7 separate regions of the Mus musculus genome follow, and regions 2, 3, 4, 5, 6 and 7 are each linked to region 1. A link is a contact called in public HiCAR-type and promoter capture Hi-C data. All regions are on one chromosome and are shown on one strand. The core of a region is the stretch at or near the end of the contact, and the rest is flanking DNA. Distances in the headings are between cores, read along the strand shown.

Evidence for each region. Promoter capture Hi-C pulls out the DNA fragments that hold promoters and counts their contacts. HiCAR-type assays count read pairs that join an accessible place to other places. Capture Hi-C pulls out chosen DNA fragments and counts their contacts.
Region 2: a contact with region 1 is called in a promoter capture Hi-C map of hippocampal neurons, with 5 times the contacts expected there. The contact joins the promoter of BC048507 here to the promoter of Mfsd14b in region 1. A contact is called at or near these places in 3 of 39 promoter capture datasets (hippocampal neurons, liver and second pharyngeal arch cranial neural crest).
Region 3: a contact with region 1 is called in a promoter capture Hi-C map of pre-B cells, with 4 times the contacts expected there. The contact joins the promoter of 4930525G20Rik here to the promoter of Mfsd14b in region 1. A contact is called at or near these places in 3 of 39 promoter capture datasets (hippocampal neurons, liver and pre-B cells) and 1 of 115 datasets of contacts at active chromatin or transcription factors (astrocytes).
Region 4: a contact with region 1 is called in a HiCAR-type map of astrocytes, with 8 times the contacts expected there. The contact joins the promoter of Zfp273 here to the promoter of Mfsd14b in region 1. A contact is called at or near these places in 3 of 39 promoter capture datasets (cranial neural crest, hippocampal neurons and pre-B cells), 1 of 484 Hi-C or Micro-C datasets (uterus) and 1 of 115 datasets of contacts at active chromatin or transcription factors (astrocytes).
Region 5: a promoter capture Hi-C map of liver shows a contact between it and region 1, with 4 times the contacts expected there. The contact joins the promoter of Zfp493 here to the promoter of Mfsd14b in region 1. A contact is called at or near these places in 4 of 39 promoter capture datasets (cranial neural crest, hippocampal neurons, liver and 1 more) and 1 of 9 other capture datasets (liver).
Region 6: a promoter capture Hi-C map of liver shows a contact between it and region 1, with 6 times the contacts expected there. The contact joins the promoter of Zfp935 here to the promoter of Mfsd14b in region 1. A contact is called at or near these places in 1 of 39 promoter capture datasets (hippocampal neurons), 1 of 115 datasets of contacts at active chromatin or transcription factors (thymic regulatory T cells) and 2 of 9 other capture datasets (adipose tissue and liver).
Region 7: a contact with region 1 is called in a promoter capture Hi-C map of liver, with 4 times the contacts expected there. The contact joins the promoter of Zfp85os here to the promoter of Mfsd14b in region 1. A contact is called at or near these places in 4 of 39 promoter capture datasets (cranial neural crest, hippocampal neurons, liver and 1 more), 1 of 115 datasets of contacts at active chromatin or transcription factors (astrocytes) and 1 of 9 other capture datasets (liver).

Annotation. Positions count from the first base shown.
Region 1 is chr13:65,111,396-65,114,395 of GRCm38.p6, reverse strand. Mfsd14b (major facilitator superfamily domain containing 14B) reads left to right here and starts at 1,414. Exons shown (of 12, transcript NM_133680.3): 1 at 1,414-1,892. The coding sequence starts at 1,779.
Region 2 is chr13:67,861,712-67,864,711 of GRCm38.p6, reverse strand. It overlaps BC048507 (cDNA sequence BC048507), which reads right to left and starts at 1,386. Exons shown (of 1, transcript NM_001001185.3): 1 at 789-1,386. The coding sequence starts at 1,206. The coding sequence ends at 937.
Region 3 is chr13:67,829,492-67,832,491 of GRCm38.p6, reverse strand. It overlaps 4930525G20Rik (RIKEN cDNA 4930525G20 gene), which reads left to right and starts at 1,507. Exons shown (of 3, transcript NR_045194.1): 1 at 1,507-1,657. It overlaps Gm10037 (predicted gene 10037), which reads right to left and starts at 1,386. Exons shown (of 4, transcript NM_001309374.1): 1 at 1,339-1,386.
Region 4 is chr13:67,812,364-67,815,363 of GRCm38.p6, reverse strand. It overlaps Zfp273 (zinc finger protein 273), which reads right to left and starts at 1,548. Exons shown (of 4, transcript NM_198322.3): 1 at 1,468-1,548. The coding sequence starts at 1,473. All of the region lies in intron 2 of 4930525G20Rik (RIKEN cDNA 4930525G20 gene), which reads left to right.
Region 5 is chr13:67,778,169-67,781,168 of GRCm38.p6, reverse strand. It overlaps Zfp493 (zinc finger protein 493), which reads right to left and starts at 1,476. Exons shown (of 4, transcript NM_028402.2): 1 at 1,350-1,476. The coding sequence starts at 1,355.
Region 6 is chr13:62,465,288-62,468,287 of GRCm38.p6, reverse strand. Zfp935 (zinc finger protein 935) reads left to right here and starts at 1,476. Exons shown (of 4, transcript NM_178875.4): 1 at 1,476-1,581. The coding sequence starts at 1,579.
Region 7 is chr13:67,727,710-67,730,709 of GRCm38.p6, reverse strand. It overlaps Zfp85os (zinc finger protein 85, opposite strand), which reads right to left and starts at 1,448. Exons shown (of 3, transcript NR_027969.1): 1 at 1,008-1,448. It overlaps Zfp65 (zinc finger protein 65), which reads left to right and starts at 1,537. Exons shown (of 4, transcript NM_145622.2): 1 at 1,537-1,649. The coding sequence starts at 1,644.

The DNA of each region.
Region 1 (3,000 bases), core at 165-2,664:
GTCCTCCAGGTTACATTTAAATCATTGCAGTTCAATTTGAGTTTTCACAAACTGGAATTTATTCAAAGAATATCTGAAAGACACGAGGTCCAGGCTGGCATTTTAACCAAATGGTATTAGATGTTTTTGTGTAGGTAGTATAGAGGGCAGGCTCAGAATCAACAAAACATGGTTGAAACAGAAGGAAAACTTAGGCTCATTAAAGGATATTGAGAAGCCAGCCCATCTCAATTCGAGTCTATAGCCAAGTTAAGTTTCTGTTTACTATAAAACTTGAAGTTTATATATTTCTCAGAGATGGGCTGCACCCTAGCCCAGTAACCATAGAATGTACTGTAATACCTCCCGCCCCAGCTACCTGTTTTTGAGAATGTTCTATACCAATACCCATTGTTCCATGACCCACTTTAACCTTGACCACCTGGTTTCACTTCTGTATCTACGATTCCATGCAAAATCCCCCACCCCATGGTTTTGCCCTATATAAAGGGCTTGAGAAGTTGGCTTGGGGCTGGTATTGTGAACCCCGTTTTAGGGGGAGACAGCTGCTGATTTGTCTCTGGTTTGTACACAATAAATCTTGCTTTAAACTGGCCATAATTTGGGTTGGTGATCTTTCGATTCACGTCTGTGAGATTAACAATATAATTTACAAAAATGACAGAAATCTGTAAATGTGCTTGACTTGTTTAAACATTCTGTCTCCAGTTATATTTAACAATTAAGAACAATGTCCAGTGTGGTGGCTTAAACCGACACCCAGCATATGGAAAACTGAGGCAAGATCATCAACATGTATTTAAGGCCAGCCTGGGTCATATATGAAGAAGGGTTGAGGACAATCTGCCTGAGATTGTGGATAAGAAAGTTCTAGGTTTAGTAAGTGCGAGCGTGCGTGCTTGCCTCTGGGGAGTGAGCATAGCTAGAGCCTATTGGAATACCAGGGAAGTGCTCTACCACTGAGCAATATATTCTGTGTAATTTTCTGTTAATCAGTGCATGGTTGGAGGCTTCTGAAATCCTGTCAATTGTAGACCACTTCCCCATTGCAGGATTACAGTTCCAGGGGCTGTGTGTCAGTTTGTTCTTTTTATAACTATCATCCTAGGAAAGGGGATAACATTTGAAATGTAAATAAAGAAAATATCTAGTAAAAAATCATTTACTTGGGGTAGGGGCTGGAAAGAACTCAGTTCCTATGCTACCTAAGGACCCAAGTCAGATCCCTAAAACCCACGAAAAGGGGGAAGGTGGGATGACGTGCAGTTGGAATTCTAGCCCGGGGTAGGAGTAAACAGTCCCTAGGACTCGCGGGCAGTCTAATCCAATCAGGAACGCTTTGGGTCCTTCCAGTCTCCGTTAAAATCTATAGGCCTGGAGTCCCTAGAAGATGACGCAGTTTTGATGCGCTACGCAGTCTGGGCGGAGCTTGCCCGAGCTTCTGGAGAGGGGTGGGCGTTCTAGGCGGGAGCTGCCTTTGCTGAGTTCTCCGGGCGGGACGCCGTCTCCCGACTGTTCGGGCGCTACTGAAAACTACTCACTGCCAGTGTCGGGGTCCTGTGTTCACGACCACCACTGAATAGTTGAGGGCCCTGTTCGCTTCCTGCACGGATCCAGCCTCGGCGTCCTCTCAGCAGCCGGTGTCGCCACTGGCGCCGCCGCCCGAGCGGCAGGCCGCTGCGGATCGCGGAGCCCATGAAGGCTCGGGCCCCGCCGCCGCAGTGGCGGCGTCGCCAGTGTCTTGGAGCGCTCCGAACCTGCTCTGGCATGACGGCGGCATGAGCACGGACGGGGAGTCGCCGGAGGAGCCGAGGTGGAAGGCGGTGGCCTCACCCAAGGCGTCAACCATGCCTGAGAAGCGCGGGAGCGCTCAGGCCGCGAGCGGCAGCTGGGTAAGTTTTGACTGGGTTCGGACAGGGACTCTGGGATTGTGGCTGTTCTAGGAGAGCCAGGTTCTTTGAAAAGCTGGCTTTCCTATCAACTCCTCCCCAGACGAACCTCTAGGAGATTTGGTTATTGATTCAAAAGCCACCAGACGCGGGACAGTAATATAATTTGGATATAATTCTGTGCAAATTGACAGAAATCTTCTGGGCACAGATTTTGTCCACAGCAACTTAGACAGTGTGTGTGTGTCAGTCTGTCTTAAAGCCTTCATTTTTCGCAGTCTCCGGAATTGCCTACAGGGATGCTGGAGGTCAAAGTGGGAGGCGCCTGATACTTCCTCCTCCTCTGGGTTTCAGAAGTGGCCTTAGTGTAGTAAGAGGAAGCTGAAGATCTCTGTACCTGAAGGTGAAAGTTCAGCCTGATCTCCTTTAGTGACATGTAAAGTTGAGATGAGTTTGACAGCTAGGGAAGGCTTATTTTCCTTGACCTGGATTCACAGTACAGACCTTACCAGTGCCACTTTTTCTTCTTCTTCTTTTAATGGTTGGAAACTAAGCACAGGGACTAATGTCATTTCTTCAGTCATAAGTATAAAAAGGATTTTTGGGGAAGGATCTACTTAGGACTTAAAACTTAAAGTTTTGCAGTGAATTGAGTACAAACTCTTGCAACTATGGGAAAGTTTGTTCAATGAGAAATAGGAATTTATTTAAATATGATATGTGTGGTCATGTGTTTTTCCTGTTTTTAAGCTTGCATATTTAATTTCTGTTAAAGAATACTAAGTGGTTCCAAGTGCATACTTGACTGTGTGAATTCATCTTTGGTACAATTGGGAGGGTAGAGAATTAGTAGTATGCAGAATGAAATCTCAAGTCAAAATTCAAACATGCAAAAATTTTGAGGTAAAACAGAACCACATACTATATCACATAGTATATTTTAGTAAGGGCTTACTAGGTACAAAATTGCTGCAACTCTCAAAAGTCTGCCAAGTACAGACCTTAAAGTCTTGTTCTGTCTGCATTCTTGTGGCTCATTTCCTTGATGTTTTAGACCTAGAGTAGAGCTGGCTTTTAGTCCTGATTCTACCAGAGTTTTACCACTCAGTGC
Region 2 (3,000 bases), core at 137-2,636, 2.8 Mb before region 1:
GGGAGGGAGGGAGGGAGGGAGGGAGGGAGGGAGGGAGGGAGGGAGGGAGGGGTAAAGAAAGACACACTAGAAGATATTTTAAATTGCCAATAATATTTTTAAAGATTATTTATTTATTTATTTATCGTGTAGTCAGCATTCTTCCTGCATGTATGCTAGCAGGCCAGAAGAGGGCACCAATTCTCACTATAGATGCTTATGAGCCACTCTGAGCCACCATATGGATACTGGGAATTGAACTCTGGACCTCTGGAAGAGCAGCCAGTGCTCTTAAGCTCCGAGCCATCTCTCCAGCCCTGTTAATAATATTTTGAAATGGAGATACCTCAAGTGTCTTGTCATAAGAAGTATCTTGTGGCCTGAACAGGCAGTGACGCTATCTCGGTGGGCATGAGTGATCTCATTAGCATGTGTTATGATAGACTTCAACAAACAACACTGGATTTACATTCAATCTCTTTATAACCATCCTAAAAGATTTGAAAGACAAATGCATATTTCTTATAGAGAAAACATAGCTCCAAGGCCAACAGTTGTTATTCAAGGTCAAAACTCATAAATAAAAGGAAGGAAAACAGGGCTGGTCTGTTTTCTTGAACTTAATCTCCCCCCCCCCCCGCCGCCCCCCGCCACACCCACCTCCCATGCGCAACCGTGTTAAGATTTTTCTTTTTTTTTTTTTTTTCTTTTTTTTATGGCATCTCCACCAGATTTATTTTTAAAGGAATGACCTAAGGGAGAAAAAACTAGGGTACAGAAGTATGGGCTAGAAAATAAATACAAATGTAAGCTGTTTCACTAATTTTATAACCACAAACTTGTACAGAGAATGAGGCCCTCTACAGAACACAACAGGTTCAGACGAGGCGTTCCCTTAACAAGGCTGAAGATCCGGACTCTGGTATTTGACATTTAGGATGCAGTCAGTCCACGCTTTTACCCAGATTTGAAGAGAAGAATGGCCACCTGACCCAGGTAGAAGTAGACGAAGTGTTTGGTTTCGTACGTCACGTAACTACCGAAGTTCCGGCCCACAATGCAGTGCCAGGTGGGGTTGTACTTCTTGTCAAACTCCTTCTTGATATGGGCCGCAATATCCTTCTCTGTGCTGTACTTCTCCAGCGCCTGGATAGCACACCTCACCGAGTCCTGCTGCATCTCTTCCGACATGTCTACAGTTTTTATCACTGCCTTCCGATCGCACATGGTTACCGCGGAGCAGGGGCCAATCGGCCGCTGCGTGCCCCTAGGGAAGATGCTGGCGGTGCTCAAGCAGCAGCAGCAGACAGCCGGTCCCTGCTGAAGCCGAAGCCGTGGCGCATCTCTTAGCTAAATATTTAACTGTATGCGTTTGCTACCTTTTCTTTACCCCTTCAGGAGCCATTTGGTAGGTGGTTTATTTTGTCACAAAAAGCAAGAAACCGCCTCATTGTGACTGCACAATTACCCGCTGACCCTCTGAGGTGGGGAGCCGAACCCTGGAGACCTGGCTTTTCATGAATCAGAAATTCACATGTGTGAGGAAATGCAGTGGAAGCAGCAGACACTGCTGTTGCTTGAGGGAAATATTTTAAATGAACCGGCCTACTCTCCAATAAAATCAAAACTTTTTTTTTTTTTTTTTTTTGGTTTTTCGAGACGGGGTTTCTCTGTATATCCTTGGCTGTCCTGGAACTCACTTTGTAGACCAGGCTAGCCTCTAACTCAGACTCCCGAGTCCTGGGATTAAAGGCGTGCGCCACCACGCCCGGCGCACTGTGTCTATTTCACGAGGGGGAAAAATGAGCGTATTTCCCTAAGAAACTTCAGAAAGACTGATTTAAACACGCGGGACCTGATGAACCTCTAATGGCTTCATCTTAATTAGTTATACCTGTGATGCTCCTGTTTCCAAATACGGGCACACGCCGGAGCTCTGTGTTCATATTCCTGAAAGATTCAATTAACCCATAACATTTGCTGTCATACCTTGCTGACATGTTCGCAGCTGTGTTCACAGACCTGAAGATGGCACTGTGCATCAGCTGAAAACATTCTCAAACCACCCGCAACAGAAAAATCCGCACACTGCCCACAGCCCTGGCTAATACATGAAATTATATAAAGATTCAGATCATATTTCAATTTGAATTGGATGTACCTACGTTACCATTTTTCCCCCCATTTTACTTATTTGAAGCTTCTGGTTAATTGCAAGTTCCCAGACAAGGTTAAGAGAGCAAGATTTACCCACAGATATGCAAGAAAAATTTCCGAGCCTTTGCAAGTGACTCATGCCTGATACCCCCAACTTTATAACTACTATAAGCTCTTAGTTCTTATCATTTCTCAGCAGTAAATGGGGCCACTGATTAGCAGAAAAGAGCAATCTTCCTGGCTTTGGCAGCCCATTCAACTAATCACAGTACTTGGGAGGCAGAGGCAGGTGGATGGATCTCTGTGAGTTCAAGGCCAGCCGGGTCTACAGAGCCAGTTTTAGGACAGCTGGGGCTACAGAGAAAACCTATGTCAACAGAAACAAAACAGAACAAAACAAACAAACCAAAAACAAAGAGGAGGAGGAGGAGAGGAGGAGGAAGAGGAGGAAGAAGAGGAAGAGGAGGAGGAGGGAGAGGAGGAGGAAGAGGAAGAGGACAGACAGAAATAACAAATCTCTTCCCCATTCTGGGCCCCTTTTCCTTTCTAACTTTTACATTTAAAAACAAAGAGTTAATAGCAATTTAAGCACTTATTAATGTTTAATATGTTCACTATGGCACAGAATTCCAGGAAAAATATGTACATGTCTTATTAATTACATCTCTCAATGCTATCACCCAATGCTTAATAAAAAGCAACGAGAGGAGGAAGGGTTTATTCTGGCTTGCAGCTCAACAGGATTATTCCACCATGGTGGGAAGACAAGGCAGCAGGCAGGGATGATATGGTGGCAGGAAGTGCCAGGTCAGAGTACACATCACACACAGTAAGCAGAGCACAGACAGGAAGTAGGGCCAGCCT
Region 3 (3,000 bases), core at 258-2,757, 2.7 Mb before region 1:
CCTGGTGAGGGAGAAGGTTCTTGTCAACACTAAATATACACAGCCATGAATGTGAAATTATATGAAAATACAGACTTTAATGAGGTGGCTCTGGCTGTCATCTGGGTTTCTGCATTTGTCCAGAATTCAGCAGCGACACAAAGCACAGTGACAAGGGACAGGAGATGGAGGAGGCAAGGGGTAGAACATTAAAGGAAGAACTCACAGACTAATATCATTCAAGGTTCTGAACATACGGGGAAACCAGCATGCAAAGGACTAATCATACTGAGAATTTAACATAGAACAGAATTCACTGTTCCTTGTCATGTTCCATTTCTGTGTTTTCTCTAATGGGTACTGGTTGATGTTTGTGACATTTCTGAAGTGTGTTTTACACATTTGACAGCATGTATCAGTGTGCTGTAGTTGAGCAGCATGTTTGCTATGCTGTCTAATTATTTCAAAATTTTTTAATTTCTATATTCATGTCTTATTGAATAATGCCCCAGATTGGCCAACGAGAATAGTCATATTATTTTTTTATTTATACATGAAAATATCAGCAGTTTATGTATTAGTGGGGTCCTTTAAAATAATTGTATAGATAAGCTTTGATCATTTTTCTAAGTATTGTTGTGCTCAACTCAAACAGTATGTTATCGGATTCTAAGATGTAGCCCACATGATCCTTATACACATCCAGCATTCAGGGCAACAAGACTGCAAGCTTCTCTCTCTCCCACTGTTCCAGAGCGTCCATTACTCAGGAAGGCCCAGAACCTTGGCTTCCTGACATCAGTAGTCCATGGTAAAAAATATTTGGCCTCCTTCTTCTATAAGTTACAACTCTGTATTTTTAGTTTAAAAATAGCTCAACAATTTCAGTGTGAGATGAGAACATGCTGACACTCTGAGTGTCATGGTGAATAGCTTCAATCCCAAGATGAGGGAGGCAGAGGCAGGAAGATCCCTGTGAGTTCTAGTTCAGCCTGGTCTACAAAGTAAGTTCCATGAGAACCAAGAGAAATTCTGTCTAAAACACAAACACAAAAACAAAAAACAAAAACAAAAAGCAAAACAAAACAACAGGCTGAAATAACCATTGTGGGCCAAGGACACATCCTGTGTTTGGGGATCACTAACATCTCTAGGGCACGAGAGCAGCACGCAGTGTCCAAAGGAAACCATCACCTAGGGCACAATCCTCATCGTCCCGACATGCAACGTCACCTGTCCCAGCCGGTACAGCAAGGCAGGTCCAAGCAGCAGCTTCTGCCCTCCCACCCAGTTCAGTTTCGCTCCCTCTGAGACAGAACCGGGAACAGAGACCCAGGCTATGTTGTTTTCTGAACCAACCTCCACATCACAGACGACAGGAATGTAACGGCCACACAGGACTCTCGCAAAACTTTGGGGAAGACCCCTCTGTTAAGCAAAAACCTAGTGGGGGGTTTACCGGTTAGCTCCCTGTGACGTCACAGTATCCAGACTACATTTCCCAGAAGTCCGTGCGAAGGGATTTCTGTAACCCACCGAAGGTGATTTCTCTGGTTCCAGAATTTGTCCCTGGCAACCCAAGAGAGAGAATAGAAGGAAAGAAGCAGTCTGCAGCACATTCTTGGGGAGTCGGGCTGGTTTTCCCCCCTCCGGATCCACAACAGGAGATAACGTGAATGTGAGTCGAGTCTGTGACAGAAATCTTAGGAGTACAAGTCATTTCTGGGCCATATGTTGTAATTTTAATCTTACTTTAAAAAAGAATCACGCTGACCCTGTTGTGTTTTTAAATAAGGAAGCAATACACTAATGTGGGAAAGAAAATCATCTTAAGATTCATTAATATTTTTTAACTCCCAGCGGCTCTTGATGCCTCTTTGGTTCTCACGCTCACTGAGAATGTCTTGTTGGAGATGGCAGCAAAATTCTCATAAACTTACAAAATATTTGTCCACTCCCATTCCTAGTAGGCTTTCAACTCTGGCACATTTGACATTGTTTTGAATCTCATTATTCATCACGGTCATATCCCATGGTTGAAAATATTGCCAGTATTTTTTCTTTTGGTTTTTCGAGACAGGGTTTCTCTGTATAGCCCTGGCTGTCCTGGAACTCACTTTGTAGACCAGGCTGGCCTCGAACTCAGAAATCCGCCTGCCTCTACCACCCCCACCCCCACCCTCACCCCCCACCCCCCAGTGCTGGGATTAAAGACATGCGCCACCACACATTTTCTCTCCTCACTCACTCATGAGATCCTTGGGTGTTTGCTAAGTGTGCTGTTACCTTAAAGGAACCCCATGCAAGGTGAGTAGATTGGACTTAGTGCTGCTTTTTAGTGCTCACATCCTGAGGTAAGGGAGGCAGGACTTGTCCACCTGTGGTGACTGCAGGAGCCTCCTGAGCAATAGCTGCAGCCTTGGCAGGAGTGGGGCTTCTGGTCTGCACTTCTTTATCTTTCTGAGACCTCAGCCATCAGGAAAGCTAACCAGCCATGGAGGCCAGGAACCAACCTCACTAGGTCCAGGGGTTTGGAGCCATGATTTCTGTGCCAGAGGGTGCCTTACCTGTTTGTTTCTCAAGTTAAGAGAAGCTTTACTGGTTCCTAATGCCTGTTGTCTCTGCTAGAACTCAAAGCCTGCTTCCTCTGAGATAGCACTCCCTCTGTCTCTGAGATTCCTTTGCCTTATGCCTGTGGTCTGCTTTTGTTTCTGCCCCAACGTGCCTAGATTTGGGAGGTGACCTATCCCCCACAGATATCGTAACTACTGGCTATGAATGAAACTATACCCCTGCATTCTCAATTGTTAAGCTCTGCTGGCAGCATCTAGCATTGGCTGGATATAAGGTACTGTCCTTACTATCACCCACAAAACCTGCCTTGTACATGTAAATATTTGTCACTTCCTGCGCAAAAGGAGTATTCTCTGAGATTGTCATGTTAATGAGCAAGTTGCCCCAGGGAGGTCCTGGAGTTTTCATTGACTTTATCCAGAAAGTAACTTTAACTTATGGACAGGG
Region 4 (3,000 bases), core at 299-2,798, 2.7 Mb before region 1:
TACAGTGTACTTACATATAATAAAAATAAATACATCTTAAAAAAATACATAGAAAATACTAGTATTTACGATAATGTAGTTTAAACCCATGCTTCTTAGGTATAGATTTTAATGCTGTAAGTCAGTCTCCAGCATACAAATCAATTTGACTGGTGTGGCAAAAACAGCACAAATGGCAGGGTGAGGAGACACGTGTATACAAAGGACGGGATGAGCAGCCAGCTGTTTACAATCACAGTTCCATGAGTGAGCCACAGCTCTTCAACTTCATCTCTCAATCTTTCCACAAGAAAACAAATTTCTTACATCGCAGTCTCTGGTGCAATTTTATGAGTTAATATCTTCTAGTATTTTCCAGTCTGTACTATAGGATCAGTGATAGCTGGGAAGGTACAAAGCTCAGAGCGCCCCCTCTATGAGGTTTTGGTTTTGGTTTTGTTTTTTTGTTTTTTGTTTTTTGTTTTTTTTGTTTTTGTTTTTGTTTTTTGTTTTTTTTTTGCCTCATACAGGTGTGTGAATGTGAGGGTTCTGTCACAGTGGGTAAAGGAGTGATTCCTATCCAAAGTGAGCCGCCCTGAAAACTAACAATTTATCACAAAGAAAACGGGACGAACATCCCATACACCAAACTCCCCCGCAGAACTCCCTGTCCTGGAAACTATGAGCCACACGAACTCAAAACCAGAGTCCTGGGCCTGTCATAGAATATGGGAGGGCTCAGAAAAACCCACTTGCTCTAGATTTCCTGAGGGATCTGACAATAGCAATGTGAAAGCTAGTAACAGCAAGCTTCCCCAGCCAAGGGGCTGTGTGCGCTCTCATCATAGCCTGCTTCCGCACGATCAGCCAAGCCACCCTGCTCTAGCCATGTGGTGTGTCTCAGTGTAGCTCCTTGCTCCATTATCATAAGGTAAAATTGTGTCAATGTGCATTTTCCCTCCTGCCATACGATTCTAGGTACACCTGAGCTTTTAAAGTCACAACATATCGATCAAAGTAAGACGTAAACTCAATACACAGTGACATTGAAAGGTGGAATCATATTCCTACAACAACCTCTTTAAATCTGGTATTTTAAAAGTAGCCTAAAGGTATTGAAAAGCCTTGGGCAATAGCGCTCTTTTGGAGATCTTCGCATAGACTTGTGGGAAATGCAGTCCCTCTAATCATGACGTCACTAGACAGGATTCAAGCTTTCCGATCTCCATTCTTGCACTAGCAGGCCACCTCTCAGGTCCCTGAAACACATGATTGACTCTGGCAGTCGCTCCGTCCTAACAGAGCATTCGCTCCTGGCACCGTGCGTGCGCCCCACCCCTGCACTCTGGCCAAGCCTAGATCTGCATTGCACATCCAAGTGGGCTTCTCTCCGCCTCCCGCCCAGCCCTCACCGGCTCCCTGCACGCCGGACCCGCCCAACCTCAGAGTTCATGAGGTTTGCAAGTCTAGGCTGCACCCGGGACCAACCTCCATGTTAAGCGCGAAGAACAAGCCACACTGTCCGAACTTTGAGAACGCCGCAGAGTTTGGAGAATCACAAATGCAAAATGAACCCGGAAGCACAGAGAGCAGAGTCCTGTCTAGCGGGGTCATGCAGAGAGAAACTACATTTCCCAGAAGTCTATGCGAAGGACTGCCCTGAACCAAAGAAGTCAGAGGGTTTATAGGTCATGGATTGTATTTAACTGGAATTAGGCTCCTTTAAAAATCCCAAATTTACAAAGGGCAATTTGCGAATATGAGTGCAGCCTTTTACAGTAATGTGTATTAAGTTTACTTCTTACTCTGATCAATGCTGTGTCTTAAAAAGCTCAGGGGTTTGAGACAGAAGAATCACAAGTCTATGTCCCAAATTACACACTACCAAAAGAGATGGGGGGCTACTCACTGGTGAAGCACTTGCCTGGAGTAAAGGAGGCCTAGGTTTAACATCCATTATGACACTAAATCAAAGAGGAGAACAAAAACAAAAAACAGAACAATTTTGGTGTGTACACTGAAATCCACAGTTTGGGGCGGATATGGGCTAGGAAACACAGATATCTCTTACCGATAAGCCCCAGAAACCCTTTGAGATTTTCTTCTGTCCTTAGTCCCTTGTCCACACGTTCCTCAATTAATCCGTGTAAACAATTTAATATTTGAGAGAGCTGTGCCAGAGCTTTACCGGATTCTCTTTCACAATCTCACACAACTATTCACCACCAGATGTTCTTCCAGCTCCTGGCTCTACTCTCAATGGGAGGAAAACTGATCTTGGGCTCAATATGGCCAGTGAACTGACTCTTGACACACTATTCATCACTCATCATAGGATTTCTATCATAAGAGATTGCCGCGGAGCACCACAGTCAAGTATGAGGGTCCCTGGAATGAGGGTCCTTGAAGCTAGGTGGATAAGGTTTTGACAGTGACAAATAGAAACAAACACATAGGCAGTTTGAATCTGAGTGTATTCTGCAGCTCTCAAGCAGGAGATATTATACATTAAAAAACTAAACATTACATCTCTTAGAAACTACATCCAAATGAAACATTCACAGATACCAACAAAAATCATTTGGCACAGTAAAGTAGAAAAATCATCCAAGCATTACAACTCTGAAACCATGTATTCAGTGCATTGCAAACAGAACAGGTAACATCATCATAAATCATCAAAATATAACAATTCTAAAAGGATGTATCCAGTGGGGGCTGCCGTCCAAAGCTAGTGGCATATTTCTAGGAGCAGGTTAATAAATCTTTAATGATCAGTGCTAAACTAACTTTCCAGCCCCATGGAATTATTTAACATCTAGTGCCTGATTTTTTATAATCTTCAGTGTATAAATTTAAACTACTTTAATTCTTCCTAATTAAGGCTTTCTTTAACATATACCAAAATCCACCTCCGATGACACATGTGTAGCCATATGAAATTTTATTGTTGGGAAAGTTTTTATCATAATAATTTTGTAAATGATTTAGAAAGTAAAGTGTTGGTTTCCCTGGGGTTAA
Region 5 (3,000 bases), core at 227-2,726, 2.7 Mb before region 1:
TACGGACTGCCAGAAACTCTGTCAGTTAATAACAGAGTTCAATACCCAGAACTCACATGGTGGAAAGGGAGAATGACTCCCAGAAGATATCCTCTGACCTTGTAGGTCCTGCCATGTCAATGTGGCACAAACCAATAATCCTAGTCCTTGGGAGGTAGAGGCAGGAGGATTAGGAGTTCAAGGCTGGCTTCATTAAGGTGCTTACAAGGTGCCAGTCACAGGGCCCTGAGTGATCAGAGCTCCTCAATTCCATCTTTTTGTCTCTCTGACACACTGTAAGTACTTGGGTGAGTTTGTCTAGAACTGTTTGGGGAGGGTTAGGGAACCTAGATGCCACATTCTTCGATAAGAGTTGGTTTAGGTGAGTTTAGACACTGCAGATGATATGCAAAGACAGAACAGCTGGCCATTAAAGAGCGATGAAGACCGACCTCTTAGGATGCAGTATTATTTCCTCCCCCAGAGACATTTCAGCCCCCTCTCACCTGTAACCAACAGCCCTGTACCCACGCCTATTCTCACACCAATTTGTTTCTCCATTTTGAAAAGGAGTCCAAACGCAGTCTCCGAAGGTACTGGCTGATCTATTATTTTCTAGTACTTTTCACTCTACACTACAGAGTGAACTACTTGGTTGACACAAAACTCAAATCTTTCCCTTTAAGGGACTATTCTGCCCTCATTCATATAGGAGTGTTAGTCTTGGGGTTGACGTCACAACAGTGATCGCGAAGGACTTCTATTCAAAATAGTTCATAAATCTAACAGTTCATTACCAAGAAAATGGAACCAACATTCCAAACACCAACCGCCCTCCCAAAACTCCCTTCACTTGCAAATAAACAAGGTTATGAACTTTTGTCAACTCCAAGAGTCCTGGGCCAGCTATAAAGTAAAGAAAGCACCACACACCCAGTTGGTTCTAGATTTCCTGAGAAATCTGACTACAACCATGTGAGCCTGAGTCAGCTAGAGAGCAGAGTTTCCCCAGCCAAGCAGGAGAGTGCGCTCCCAGTCATAGCCTCAGGCTGTCATCAGACACCAGTCAGGGTGAAACCTGCCAGGACTTCCAGCAGTTCTCACTCCTGGGTCCTGAGCCAGCTCTCCTGCGCAGGGTGGACTCCAGCAGTAGCCTCGTGCAAGCAAAACGGTCACTCTCAGAGCCGACCCCATTGCCCTTTCCGCAGCTCTGACCTGGATCCAACGTGGGGTTGGTCCAGCCTAGGTCAGCACAGCACCCCCAAGTCCGCTTCTTCCCACCTCCCATCCACAAACCCTCGCCATCCATTCCGGACCCATCACCACGCGGACCCTCACGCCTGCAGGGCAGCGTTGCACCCTGGACGAACCTCCATGTGAGAGATGCAAACCGAGTACTGAGCAAGACCTTTTTCTTGCTCAACTTTGGGAAAGATGCAACTATGCAGACCGAGAGTAGAAACGTGGTTTCCTGACTGGCTCCTTGTGACGTCATATGGGCAAGACTACATTTCCCACAACTCTATGCGAAAGAAATCCCTTAGAGTGTAAGGGGTTGGGAGGAAGCAGTCAGTTTGTGTCCTGGTACAACCACAGGGAGCCAGTTGGCTTTTAAAATGCTAAATTTAAACCGGGCAGTGGTGGCGGCGCTAGCTTTTAATCCCAGCACTTGGGAGGCAGAGACAGGCTCTGAGTTCGAGGCTAGCCTGGTCTATGGAGTGAGTTCCAGGACAGCCAGGGCTACACAGAGAGGGGGGGGAAATGCTGAATTCAGTACAGGACACGTTTAAATGTAAATTGAGCCTTTGGCAGTAACCTTTAATAGGTTTGCAACTTATTTCTGTTCAATATGTTGCGATTTAAACTCAAAAGTGTACTTATTATGGAATCTTCTACATGTAAAGTTCACACTGATTCAATATTACTATAAAATAACTATATGTGACCTTCCTTGTAGTCGAACTGCTCAGGAACTTAAGACAGGAGGATCCCAAATCCAAGGCTAACCTGGGCCAAATAAAGAGACCTTGTTTCAAAATACAATGTACAAGTAGGGTTAGGGAGCAAGGGGTAAAGCCCTTGACTACAGTGGAGGCTTGGCTTAATACCAAGCATTACATATGCATAACTACTCCTTGTTCACCTGTGTGAGCCATACATGGATAAGACTCCACAACTGGATAACGTTTTCATGTGAACACTGGAAACTTCCATACAGTGAAGGGCATGGATCAGGGACACAGCTGTTTTAAATCATTGGACAAAGTTAAACATCCAGCTCTCTGATGTTAACTTACGAAGAAATCCTGAATTTATCTCAGGATCTTTTTTTGGTCTGTCTGTAAGTAGAGTGCACACATGTTCATCCACTAATTTGTGCTATACAAGAGCTTCATCCTCTTCTACCTGGTTTTTCATGAATGCAGGCAAGTATTGTTGGGGACAAGAAAAGAAACGTATTCTAAGTACTATGACGATTTCACTTTCAGATTTCATTAAATTCTAGAGAGAAACTAAATTCATAGTTCCAGGCCCTAGGGGAGCTGGGGACTTCCGTATAGCTGAATAGCTTCTGTTTTAAACAGTTGTCTGAGTCCAGCCATCTCAAGGGCAACTTCTCCATCTTGCTGGCAGGGTCATACAAGTTCATGTTCCCAGGCCCGTAAAGAACAGCTATCACTCACTTTTCCAAATGTTTTCTTAATTTGTTAACAGCTGTGTGTGTGTGTGTGTGTGTGTGTGTAGAGAGAGAGAGATTGCTATTATTTAAACCATGGTTTTACACACACACATATATACTACATACAGCTGACCCAGTCCTTTGTCTCCTTAGCACTCTAAGCTCCTAACCACTCCAGACCTAATGTCTAGGAGAACGAATTAAGGACCTTGAAGCCAAGTGCCCTGGATACCGCCCAGTCTCCAATGGTACTCCTTTGTTTAACCCATAATGTCAAAATACAATTGGTTAAAAGTGCAGCTCCCCTCCCCTGGTCCCCCCTGTTTTGTGTTCCCATCCTT
Region 6 (3,000 bases), core at 227-2,726, 2.6 Mb after region 1:
AATCTGGAAAAGGGGGCTGAGGAGAAGGCTCAGCAGGTAAGAACACTGACTGCTCTTCCCAAGGTCCTGAGTTCAAATCCCAGCAACCACATGGTGATTCACAACTATCCATAATGAGATCTGGAGTGTCTGAAGTCAGCTACAGTGTAATTATGTATAATAATAATAAGAAATAAATCTTTGGGCGAGAGCAAGCAGGGACTAAGTGAGTGGGACTGACCAGAGTGAAGCAGAGGTCTGAAAAATTCAATTCTCCACAGCCACATGAAGGCTCACAACCATCTGTACAGCTACAGTGTACTCATATACATAAAAAATAAATATATAAATCTAAAAAGAAAGAATCTGGATAAAAACTGAACTTCCTGTTAACTGATGTTGCCACCAATGTAATTATTTCAAATGACTGTAGTTACAGGAGTTCAGTTACTTAAAACCAAAGAGATGGGCACTGTGAATGTTTTTATTATTTTCACCATTTAAGATGGGAAAACCCTTATTTACTCTGGAGGTTTTGGTTAAGTAGAAAAAAAATTAATCTAGGCCAGAACTTCTGCTGTGAGCCTACATATATAAAGGATATTGAAGATGGTAGTTCTTTCTCTTTCTCTTCTTCCCACATACTGGCCAGCAAGGTCTCTTTATTTTTCTAGCATTAAGGCTCCATCTTTGGAATGCTGAAAAATACTAAAGACCAGCTGAGACATAAAGGCACTACTGTTTTCTTCAAATCTCCGTTGGTACAGTCATTGATTTACCAGTGGGGCCACATTCTGTGAGCCATTCTTATCTATCCACTTTCTGCATACTTAAAGATATCCATGCTCTGAGTTCTGTTCATCTGGAAAACCTTTACTAATACAGATATGTTTTTTCACCTTCCCACGTAGGAAGATGTGCTGGCTAACAATAGTGCTCCATAGTGATTGGCAACCATCCCCTGCTTTTCTCCCAGGGTTGTCTGGAGTCTCATCTGTAGCAATTGCATATTAGCTGCGATTTTCCTGATGTCAGTGTAAAATGAGAGAAGCAAACATCACATTTTATGTCCTAAAAATCTCTCTTTAATTGTAATTATCCTTGGAACCTATAGTTCATTCTGCTCCAAGTTGAATAATGTACTGTGCAAGGTGTGGCTCTTGATTCCTTGGTGGAGGAGGGGGGCGGAGCGAGGAGAAGCAGAACCGGCGGCGGCCTTGGAGGAGCAGGAAGAAGAAATTCCTGCTGAGTTCTGGATGACAGAAAGATAGACTATTGTTGGACAGGACTGAAAGAAAGTCTTGCAGATCTCAAAAGGGTCAGCATCTGGATAAGAAACCCGAGCTGGGAAGCCCTAAGCTGTGTGCCTTCAGCGCACTGTAACCCTAAGGGAGGTGCTCATGTCAATCAAGTCTCACTAGCCAATCAGGGCCTCCGGATAGGCAGGGCAATAGAAGTAGAGGCGTGTTCTTCCGTGTGCCTTGTTCCGGTGCTCTGTGTTCCTTTCCGTTTCGAGCAGGCTGAAAGCTTGGTCTGATTTGTTTTAATCTCTGCTGCCAGGGGCCTTAGGGAATTGCCAGCGATCTACGACGTGGCGACATGGTGAGCGTGTGACCACTGCCCTTAACCGGAAGGAGCAGGGGTCTAAGAAGCTGGAGTCGGGGTGACGGGATGCAGGGGACCAGCCCTGGCCATTCTTGGTTCCTCTTCAGGCAGTGGAGGGGGAAGAGTGTCTGAGGTGACAAGACTTGGTTTTCAGGGATGTTTAGGGTTGCTGTTTAGTATTAAGACGTTTGCCTATCTTAAGTCTCAGTCGCGTTGCAGCAGAAGCTGACCTGCCCGAGTTCCTCTGAGGCAAGGCTGGACGCTGCGATCTCTGGTATTTAGAGCCTCCTCTTAAAAAGACAGGGGATTAAGTGAGTAGCTTTTGTTCTATCTCCACAGAAACTGGGCTGCTCTAACTTCCAGCTGCTAGTTGAAGTCACAGGAAGAAAAGTGGGACACTTTTAAACATGTCTTTAATCTTTATTTCCAAGTTCTTCTAAAAAGTTTCCTATGAAAGTTCTCTAAGGAAAGGGAGTGGGTGATTAAGTAAAGGAGTCATTGCTAGAGCCTTTCCCTCTTGTCCAGATGCCTCTTGCTTGATAAGCTTGGGGGAAGTTTGGAGCAATAAACTTCTCTTAAACCAGGAGAAGAGAGCCACCCTCACAGTAGAAAAGACTTTTACACAAGCAAATATGGATAAACTCACATAAATTCATAATACAAATTATTATACTTTTGAGCGGTTAGTTTGTTCCAATGTATGTTGAATTTTCAACTAGAGGGGACTCCTTTGCAGATATGTCTAATCCACTTGCACAGTTACTTCAGCTCAGAGTGTTGAGAAGCTGTGTGTTAGGTTACGTCTCTCCGCAGCTCACATTGCACGTAGGGGTGAGATCTAACTGTATCTTCTCTTTTTAGTGCTTTTTGTTTTTTGTTTTGTTTTGTTTTTGGATTTTTTTTGAGACAGGGTTCCTCTGTATACCTCTTGCTGGCCTGGAACTCACTCTGTAGACCAGATTGGCCTCGAACTCAGAAACCCGCCTGCCTCTTCCTCCCAAATGCTGGGATTAAAGGCGTGCGCCACCACTGCCTGGCCTAACTTTATCTTCTTATGTCATTATCTCTGCTAGGGAATAGCCTGCAATTTTTCAAAATCACTCTCCTTTACCAATAACCAGACCAACACCAAATGGCTTCTCATCTCTCTCTTTTATAGAAGATTCTGATGCTAGGAGTATTTGCTCAAAAGCGCATACATCCTGCTATCTATTATACTTTTAATATTTATTATACATTATATTGTGATTAGTGAATCAAAGTCAGCTGTCTGTCTGTATCAGACCCTATCTCAAACACAGGAAATAATCAAAATTGTATTTGTGATAGGCTTGCAGACTCCAGTTTTTCTTTCTTTTACAAATTAATATTAAGGTTAAAATTAGATTCCAAGTTAAAAGTCACCTTTTTTTTTTT
Region 7 (3,000 bases), core at 199-2,698, 2.6 Mb before region 1:
ACCTACTCTCAACTACATAACAATCTCCTTCGCTTACTGTAAGTGAACATAGATTTTAGAGGAATTTGGTCAAATCTCACAGCTAATCCAGAATGTTTGTATGGGTGAAACTAAAATAATCAAGTTTTTATAAAATGATAGTATGTCTGATAAAGTTGAAACTGCCAACATGGTCTAAGGAAACATATAAGGCCTGAGAATCAGACTGTGGTAAACTCTCCCTAAGTATGCCTGGGCCCCTAATATCATGCTAAATGGGGCTTCCTGTATGTTCAGTTAGGTTCTGCATGTTCGTTTTGTTCCTATACCATATTAGTTCCTCCTCTTCCTCTTGAATTAACCAATCCCACTAGGAGGAAATGGAAACTGCAGAACAGTTGAGGGTGAATGCTGCATCCTCACAGATCAGCACCTCCCAGAGGAGTCAGTGCCCTCTCAGGTAGGTTTACATGTAACAGACACAAACATACATGCACACACACGCACATGCACATGTACACTGGAATCCTAGACATGTCCAGAAATGCTAAGGCCTTATGGTTGATGACAGTGCCCTTCACTGCAGCATTCAGGAGGAGTACAGACTAGTCATGACCTCATTCTAAACAGACATGCCAATCAAGTGTTCAGGTGAATGTACTGCTTGACTCTAGTTTCTCTAAGTGGAGCTGTATCCCTGGGTTAACACACTGCCTGGAATACAAGAATTGATAGGAACTTCACATAGTCTCTGTTCTGAATCAGTTTCCCTGTGAATCAGAATGCATCACAGAAACATGAAATCTTCCTTGTGATGGATGGGGTTCATACCTTTGTCTCAAGCATGAACTGCACAGGAATAAACTTTCCTAAAGAAGTGAGGGAAGTTCAAGACAGATACCAAATATTAAATAGTCTGAAACATGAATGATGGCATGATCAGGAGAGAGAGGAAATTCTATAAGGAACATCAAAGGGAACAAGGGAAATCCTATAGTGCACAGTGTACCAAAAGTCAGTAGACTCACCAGTGTGATCCCAGGAGCTCTGCGCCTCCTGCTGGGAGATGGGGAGGAGGAAAGCCTGTGCTCAGAGAACACCCGGTGGTGACTAGTTTTGATTTCCTGTTCTTCTGTCTTAAGCACCTGAGATGCTGCATGTCAGGCGGGATCACCAAGCGTGGTTTCATTAAAGAAATGCTCAGTCCTACATTACCTTCCTGCTTCCTTATTTTTAAGTAAAGCAGACCATGAAAGCATGATTTCCCATGTGTTAGTATGATTTCATAAGTAGATTTGAGCTTTAAAATCACGTTTTAGCAGAAATAACTAGCATGTATAATTAACATTACTGAGAAAGGCTCGACTCACAGGCTAACATCCCTTGCTGAGACCACAGCACTTCAAAAGAGCCCGAATGCCCTGTGGCTGCCCATGTGCCTGTTTCTTTCCAATTTCACTTGCTCACACTTAGGCAGGTACCCAGGCAGTGCACCGAACTCCTTTGGTGTGTTCCTGGAAGTCCTTTACACTGATTTGTGGGAGATGTAGTCCCAACAATTATGACGACTCCAGAAGGGGCCGTTGGTACCAAACTTCCGGATTCGTTCTTAAACCTTGCTTCTCCCCAAAGTTAATCGAGTGTCTTGGGTTTGGATCCCTGACATGGAGGTTGGTGCAGGGAGCAGTGCGGTCGTACAGATCTGAGGGACTGTGCAGGATGGCGGGTCAGGCGCGGAGGGAGCTGGCTCAGGCTGGTTGGGAGACGGGGGGGGGGGGGGGGCGGGGGGCGAGGGGGCCGCCGACCTGGAGGTACTGTGTTGACCTAGGATGGGCCACTGCCCCTAGGAGCAGGATTGGCCGGGAAGAATGTTAGAGACAAGGGGATGGCAAGGGCAGGCTGGGTCTGCTGACTGCCTGTGCGGAGATGCTGAAGGGAGCATTCTACTTTGCTCTGCCTAGCTGACCCTTACTCATGTGATTGTAGTCTGAGTCCCAGCACTTACAGAACTTCCGGAAGTTCCAGGGACAGAGAGTCTTGTGAGGGCGACTGTTGTGTGGGATGTTAGTTTCTTTTCTTTTGGAATGAATTGTTAGATTTATGGATGCCTCGGGTTGAGTAGGAATTCCTAATGTACACCTCTGTGACCTGAGTCGTCACAATACAAGGCTATGTAGCTACAGAATAATCTTGGAATTGTTTTGAACTTATGTTGGCACAATCCAAATAATTATGGATTTTACACTTAAGCTTAAAATCACTAGACAGCAGTGCCCCAATAATACTATCTGAGTATATTTATTTTTTCAAAATTTGGACTGCATTTCTGATAGGATAGTACACTTGTGTGATGAGAGAAAGATCGCAGGGAGGGGCTGGAATGCCTGAAAGGGAAGGGAGAAAATATCTCTGCTAATAGGCCAGGCTCTGAACATTGTTCTCTTACCACATGATTTACTTCTGTCTGTTCACATTATCAGCAGTGACTAATCTCTTCTAAAAGTACTCTGTCCCTCAATGTGGCTTTCTGGTTTACTGATGCTTCCTGGATAGTTCTAGAAAGGATTCCCCAAGTTTTTGTACTGTCTTTGAGAGACTGTAAGATAAATTTCAAAAGCTGTAGCACACTTGGGGGTCTTAAGGTTTACACATAGTAGGTTCCTGTTCATGCAAAATGCACAGTTCTCCTCTTGAAGGGTTAAGAGAATAGTTTAGCCCAGAGCCATTTAATTGGCCATGATCTGAGAAGACAGATTTAGTTTAGTGAAAATTCCATACTCCAACTTGGAAGCAGTTTCATGGTTTTACAGAACAAATAATGTCATTAGCCAAGTAAATTTTAAAATACATTGATGTGAGTCTGATAGAGGTATGTACTGTGAGACATGGGAGATGTTCTATTCACCAAAGATACCATTTGATGAGATTTTAGCTTTTGGACTGATAGAAGCTCATGTTCTGCCTAGTCAGTGGATTCTGGGAGTTTCTTTTAAACTATTGTCACAAGCTGTGTGGTCCACT